Regions from separate parts of the Zea mays genome. Here region 1 is linked to region 2. The links are chromatin contacts, called in public Hi-C maps. All regions are on one chromosome and are shown on one strand. The core of a region is the stretch at or near the end of the contact, and the rest is flanking DNA. Distances in the headings are between cores, read along the strand shown.

What was found. Hi-C and Micro-C count contacts between places; a contact is called where the count stands out from the background.
Region 1: a contact with region 2 is called in a Hi-C map of tassel, with 5 times the contacts expected there. The contact joins the promoter of LOC100191586 here to the promoter of LOC103654354 in region 2. A contact is called at or near these places in 5 of 25 Hi-C or Micro-C datasets (bundle sheath, ear, leaf and 1 more).

Annotation. Positions count from the first base shown.
Region 1 is chr4:195,122,195-195,125,836 of Zm-B73-REFERENCE-NAM-5.0, reverse strand. It overlaps LOC100191586, which reads left to right and starts at 1,267. Exons shown (of 8, transcript NM_001365504.1): 1 at 1,267-1,530; 2 at 1,634-1,674; 3 at 1,752-1,801; 4 at 3,057-3,201. The coding sequence starts at 1,351.
Region 2 is chr4:194,957,643-194,961,395 of Zm-B73-REFERENCE-NAM-5.0, reverse strand. LOC103654354 reads left to right here and starts at 2,117. Exons shown (of 3, transcript XM_008681197.4): 1 at 2,117-2,524; 2 at 2,624-2,813; 3 at 2,946-3,226. The coding sequence starts at 2,220. The coding sequence ends at 2,972.

The DNA of each region.
Region 1 (3,642 bases), core at 18-2,517, 170 kb before region 2:
CATCTAAGAAGAAGAGTTTGGTTGATTGGAGAGTAGTGTACAAAGTTAATCCTCGTGAACAACTATATGCTCCTGGTGAAGCTGGTTATGTTGAAAGTCAAATCGAGCAGGAAGTAGGGGTTGCTGAGATTTTCCAAGACGATGAACTTACAAGCGCGTTTAAACTGAGCTATCGAGCCTCTTTACATGAGTCAATTAGCTTTCTAGGGGTATTTAGAACTTATCCAAACTATAGAACTATTGTTAGATCATCTATTCCAAGATTTATCCCTTTTTGGTTGGTTTTAAGCTGTTTCTAACTTAGAAGCTATGAATTTGATCTTATTAACATGTGAATCAAAAACTTAAGTCAGTCTGTATGATTGTGATAGTTATTAAACATCAAAATCAATATAGATAATGATTTAAGATCATTTCATATATTAACCTTTTGACCTTTTGAATTGAATTTTTTTTTAAATGTTGCACGTATGTTAAGCCCACTGTTTGGTACCGATTATAAGATGGATTATTATCAAATCTAGGTGACTAGGTTATAGAGAGTTCTTATATTGAAATTCTAACTTACTCCTTAAATAGTTGTCTACTTATTCGTCTACTTAGCCGAGACACTCCTATAATCTTGTTTGTAAGATATAGAGCTTTTTTAGACTTATTACAACACTTTCCCCTCAATTTTCTTCATATATCCCACCATATAGCCACGTTAACAAAATTCTATCCCTACTTTTCTCCCTTCCGCAGTGGTTCCTCTTAAATTCTCCTCCTTTACCATACAACAACATGACAAAGTCATAACAGAAAAAACATGATTTTCTATTGTTCTCACAAACTCAGCACAAATTACTATAAAGATATTTTTGTCTAATGTTTTTCAAAAACTTTAGCGCCACTCAAAAAAGTCCCATAAGAGAAGTCAAAGTTTGTTTTTTTCCGTAAATCACACATATTATTATAAAAACTGTAGTTAGATTTTTTTACCAAATCTTTTTAAAAAATAATTTTCGTTTAGCTCCACTTAAAGTTGTTCTACATAAGGATTTGGAGCCATACAGTGTGTTTATAACTTTAGATCCATTGTAGTGGGTCATGGCATACAGCTGCGCGGACTGTCAATTATGATGACGGCCCACTAATGTGCACGTGGGCCTCAACAGGCCTACATACCTGCGCGCAAACACCTTTACCGTGGGCTGGCCCACGTAGCCAGCCATCCCTGTCCTCCACCGCGTCCGACTCGGACGTGATGTGATTGTTCCGGATACATCCTCCCCTCGCCAGTCCCCACTCCCCACCCAACTCCACGATTGCTGCTCGCTGCTGCGGCTCCGCTCAGATCCAGTGCCCCCGATGCCGCCGCCGCCGCAGTTGAACGGGGGCAAGGTGACCCCGAACCTGGCGATGGATGCGGCGGCCACTCGTCTGCTCAACCTCACGGTGCTCCAGCGCCTGGACCCAGCCGTCGAGGACATCCTCATCACCGCCGCACACGTCACGCTATACGACTTCAACATCGATCTCAACCAGTGGGTGAGCCACCGATCCCCCCCACGCGCGCTCCATTTACTAGACCCTGATCCCATCCGGCATGATCTCACGGCGGATTATCTGGTTGTTGGCTTGTTCCGCGCAGAGCCGGAAGGACGTCGAGGGGTCGCTGTTCGTCGTCAAGAGGTGAGGGTTTGGGTTGGGGGTTTTGCTTGCGCTCGTATGCGGTCTGGCTCTGTCCTGATTCTGCTCGATTGGTCCAGGAACTCGCAGCCCAGATTCCAGTTCATTGTCATGAACAGGCGCAACACTGGTACGCACTATCTTTGGTTGGACTTTCTGGTTTGCGTCTCGGGTGGTTGAATTGGTTTTATGATGACCCTTGGCTGACTAGAAGCTGTATCAACCAACGGCATCAATTATGATATAAAAACCATTCATTTCGGTTCTTATTAAATGGAGATCACCTTGTGATATCTGAAGTTTAACCAGTGCACTCCAACGCCTAGGTCGTAGAGAAATTTAGCTACACATGTGCCCCCTCCCTCATTTTGTCAAGTCTATCTATCTCCATTTATAGTGGATCACTGTAGCCTGGGTAAGGGTAACCGCATACTGCTCTCTGTTGGCTTCATCTAATGTAGGAACATTGATATATTTTCAGAAGTACTGATGTTGTTCATTCATTTGTTTCTACCCATGATCATGTCCTGCTCTCCCTTGGTTGTTTTATGTGGACGGCCTAATGGCATTTGGGCTTTTGATTTTTAGAGAGCATATATCTCTGCATGAGACTTGCCCTATTCGTCCTCATTATTTAACTCTTTGAATGACCAGCCAACCAATGTTTTTTGTACTACAAACTATCATGTCTTGGGTCATAACAAAAATGTCGACAACTAAATATAGAGCACTGTGAAAGGGCCTTCAGTTGAGTTGGTTAGGTGGTCTAAGTAGCACTCACCATGTCCTGAGTTCTATTCACCATGGGAGCGAATTTCAGGTTGGGGTTGAGAAAATCTCGTTGTCTATCCCACGACAAAGCACAGGTCCAAGGCCTGGCTCTAGTCACGGTCATTCTCACATGGGCTATGGTGCCGCTGTTTTTAGGTGGGGTAGGGGTTCTTGGGGGTTTTCTTGACCTGCGTCCTCGTCTTAATACAATGCCGGGGGGTTGTATTATCCACAGGTCGAGTTTTTTTTAAAATACAACTAGAATGATAGAATCTGAGTATTGCCATGCGTTGGATCAGTAGGTTCATCTGAGGTTTATTTGGTATAATACTATATAAAAGAAGTCAATTTCTTTTTTAAAGATAGTTGTGTAAAGAATTTAGGTTAACTCTACCAAAACCCCGGCTTTTTCTTAGGAACCCACTTGGGGAATATGATGGGTGGACCTGTAGGCAGTTAAACTACATTATGACTTGGACTGGGAGCACAGTTCTAGTTTCCAAGGCATGTGAAATAAACTGATAGAACTTTAGTACCTTTAAGTTTATATGCACGAAGCCAGATGATGATTCATATGGTAAATCCTTCATGATGAGGCGTGTTGTTCTCAACAGATAATCTGGTGGAGGATCTCTTAAGTGATTTTGAATACGAACTTCAACCTCCATATTTGTTGTACCGGAATGCTTCACAAGAAGTAAATGGAATTTGGTTTTACAATCAACATGACTGTGAAGCTGTTGCAAGTCTATTTGGAAGGTAAAGGCTTTTCATGTATTCTCCTCTCCTCATGTCGGAGGAATCTTTCTCTGAAATTCTGATGTAGATCATAAACATTATTGAACAATATGCTAATAGATGTTGTTTTGATCTGAAATATGATTATGCATTTTCCAATTTCCAAATTAGGTATAGAGCAAGGATGTGCAGTGTGCTTACAAACTTCTGATACACATAAAGGTTTCCATGTCATGTTTCCCTGATACTTCTAGAAAGTAGCTAGTATGGTGCTCTATTTGAAATGCATGCGACATGTGATTATGATTATTTTAGCATAATGATTTCACATCTGCCCCTTTTTGGGAAGCAACTGTATCTCAAGATGCCATGGTTATGTCATGTTTCCCTGATACTTGTACAGAGTAGCTAGTATCGTGCTCTACTTAAAATTCATGCTACAGGGGATTATGACTATTTTGT
Region 2 (3,753 bases), core at 868-3,367:
TGCAGTGAATAAAGAGCTTGCATTCTTACCGGTCACTATTCATGGTGCAACAGCGGAAGCGGATGGGAATTCAGAGATGATAGTTTAAGGCCTTTTTAAGATCAAAGGATTATTTACTGAATCTTACGTTTTTCCGGTGTTCTTAAACTAATTGCTATAAATTTTTTAAACCATTTCCGTGAATTTCCTGCGTTCGTTGTAAAGGAGCCATAATTCTGGGATTACCAAGGGCAATCATCTTTTGCCTAGCTCTGCCGATCGTCCAGCTCTCGTCGTCCCCAAAAGCTTTCACGGCTTCAAATCTGCTTGGACGCAAGGTGCAGGTGCAGCAACAGCTGGTTGGCTGCTGTGTGCGCGTGACAGGATGCCTTCATGCGGGCAAGCAGCCATTGGGCGGGGGATTGAAAGCGGCCTCAGACACCGAGGCGACACCAGCTTCCCGGCTTCAAATCTGCTTGACTGCTTGGACGCAAGTTGCAGCAACGGATGGCTGCCTGCTGTGTGCGCGTGACAGGATGCCTTCATGCGGGCAAGCAGCTACCAAGGGCCGCGGGAATGAAAGCGGCCTCAGATACCGAGGCGACACCAGCTAGCTTTTAGACTGTCCGCAGCGTCGCACTACCCTAGCCCTCCTCTCCCCTGATCGTTTAGCGGCTAGAGACCACCTCTTTGTCCCGCAGCGCAGCCCTATACTGCGCCCCTTGGTAGCCGACCACATCTCTCCGGCTAAAAAGTTTAGAGCAACTTCCAAAACTGATTATTTAGAGTAGGCTAAAAAGTTTTACAAGTGAATTATGATGGGTACTTCAACAGTTCCTCTAAATATAACATGTGGCGCAATTTATATAGTCGTCGGTAGAATCTGGATGATCCAATACGTTGATGAATGGATTGAGGAGGGATAAAACATGCCAAAATGTGAGGGAGAGGAGGTTGTGGATGTAGGACGCGAATTTTTTGGGAAGAACGAGGGAGCTGTTGGAGTAAGAAAAACAACTATTCTTTACTAATATATGTTTTGAGGTTAGTTTACAAGTTCTTTTGGATTTGCTCTTAGGGACTACATGCTACCCCTTCGTCCCCCAGCGCAGCCCTCTACTGGGCTCCGTGTTAGTGGACCGTCTCTCTCACGACAAATGGAGGGGGTCTGTGTTCACCCCGCACGAGCGGCTTCTCGAGGACGCCAGCGGCGACGCCAGCGGCCGCATGTTCCAGAAGAAAACGATGACAATGGTCGCCCGTGTCTCGAGTCATGACGGATTTCAAGCGAAGGTCAGACGACAGTTTGGCATGGACAGAAGCAATATGTGCTATTTTACATGTACTTGCTCACATGAAAACGACGGGGGATTGTTAGGGTTTAAGGTCCGGAACAAAAGTATTCGGCGAACGTTTGATTCGCCGGCCCATCCTTCGTCTCGGACTCCATCATCGAACTAACTCGTCAGATCTGTTCTCCTCACCGCCGCTCCCTCTCCACCGACACTATTTCTCCGGCGATCCAGCAAATGGGAAGTTGGACGGTTTTCAGTATAACAAAATTAATTAATTTGTGCTTCGTAATGGTATTAAAGGTAAGTTTAAACTGATTTTATCGAATATTTTTTTCCTTTTGAATACGAATAGTATCGAATATTTTACGGTTTTATCGAATGCTGTCGAATATGAATCTTAAACCTGATAGATAAAAACCGAATTCGGATATGTTTATTTAACATCCATACTAATATCGAATATGAATACGGATATCCATATTAATATACTTTATCTAAATATGAATACGAATAATTCGGATCTCTAGACATCCAAATCCATCCCAAATCTGAAGAGTGCTAGCTAGGAGCTGCCGAGGAAGGTAGTAGTAGTACTGTACTCCTAAACTGGAATACTATCTGCTATAAATGCGCTTCGGGAGTATGCATGCAAGGAAAGTGCATGAGTAATTAGGGGCAGCATGGTCACAAAATCCTTCAAAAATATGAAACGTCAGTTTTTTTTTGTGATTCCCCTCCAAAACAAACAGCTAGAACGTCAGGGAGTAACTACAACTGGTAGACTGAGCTGCAGTATTGTTGGGCCTATAAATACACTGCACTATTCCAGGTCGATCTCACACGGGTTAGAGTATTCCATTCCATCAGCTTGCTCTAAGAGAAAGAAAAAAAAGGAGAGCACTACCTCTCCCTCCCACTCCCATTCCCAGCAGCAAGGTAATAGCCATGGCGCCACACGATTCCGGGCGCCTTGATCACTACAAGCTGGAGCTCCATGAGCTCCACTACCAGCTAACCCTTGTACAACACTGGTGTGGCACCAGCAAAGCAAACCAAGTAGCAGTCGCAGCTCCCGGAGGCCGTAGTAAGCTGGGAAACTTGATCGCTAACGATTGGGATCTAGAAGACCCCCGTCAGAACGGGAAAATCGTTGCGCATGCCAAGGGCCTGCATGTCCAGTCCAGCAGAGGAGAGGTCTCAGACGAAAGCTGGCACGCTTCGTTCGACATCATCTTCCAGCAAGGAAGCGGGTACGTACGTCGTCGTCGTCAATGCAAATTAACTTGTGTTGCTTGAAATTGGAGGAGAGCTAGCATGCATTGTTTTTTCTTTTCTTTTGTTTGGTACAGACTGGAAGGGTCGACACTTCAGGTGATGGGGCCTAACGTCTACAAGGGAGAGTGGTCCATCGTCGGGGGTACAGGAAAGCTGACGATGGCTCGAGGCGTCATCTACAAAGAAGAGCTGTGTGTGGTCGATGGCATGGCCAGAATTGGCCTTGAGATCCATGCCTTCTACATCCCCATGGAACGAAAAGACGTACGTGTGAGCCTACTAGGCTACTACTACTACCTGTTCTTCCCTTAACTATTGTTTTTTTTCTTACAATTAATAACAATCTGCTTCCGCGCGCATATGATTAATTAATCAATTAATTATAATTGTTGGCAGGCCGCAAAGAATGTTTGGCGCTGGTGAAATCGTCGTCCTTTTCCTTCCCGTGTTCCAACTGCCAGTGGTCGTCTTGTCGTCGTCAATAATAAAAAGACAAGTCCGGTGTCGTTAGTTGATCAGGACTACCTATCAGTTGTAGTAACTGTTTCGGCTGCTGAAAAGCCGAAAAGCAAGCGTCAGAGATTGAAATATGTATCGTTCATTGAAATATGTATCGGACATTCGGACTGCGGACGCGACGATCCATGGCGATCTCGCGCACCGCTAGCTTCTTCTCATTCGTTTTCTCTGGGCTCTGCTACGGCGTGTGTCTTGCTTTCTTGGTTCGACGATCGATCAATGGCGATACCCCTGCGCGTACGTGTGCAGCTTGCCATGGCGCACGCGCAGCTCTGCCCGGGCGCTGCTCCGCACCCCTGCTCCCGGCGCCGTCGGTCATCCTTCCCAGCTCGCTACCCCAAGCGCAGCCGCACTGACATCGTTGGCCTTCGAGCGCGCAGTGGCAAGACCCCGGCCGTCGCCGCAGGCCGCAGCCATGTGGCCAGCGTCCGCCTATGGCTGGCAACACAACAGTGGTGGTCAAAGCGGGCATCGTCATGCTCGAGACCCCGCGCTGGTGACGGGCGGCCACGAGGTGGTCGTGGCCGAGGCAGAAACTGTTATCCTCCGTCACGATTGCTCGGACCACAAGTTTCTTGTGCATTTGAGTTCCTTGCCTTCTTTCTCGTGCGCCCCTCTGCCATTGGCTTCTTCCTCGCACGTCTCTCCTTCCCCATCCATTATTTGGGACTGGATGGTCCCAGAC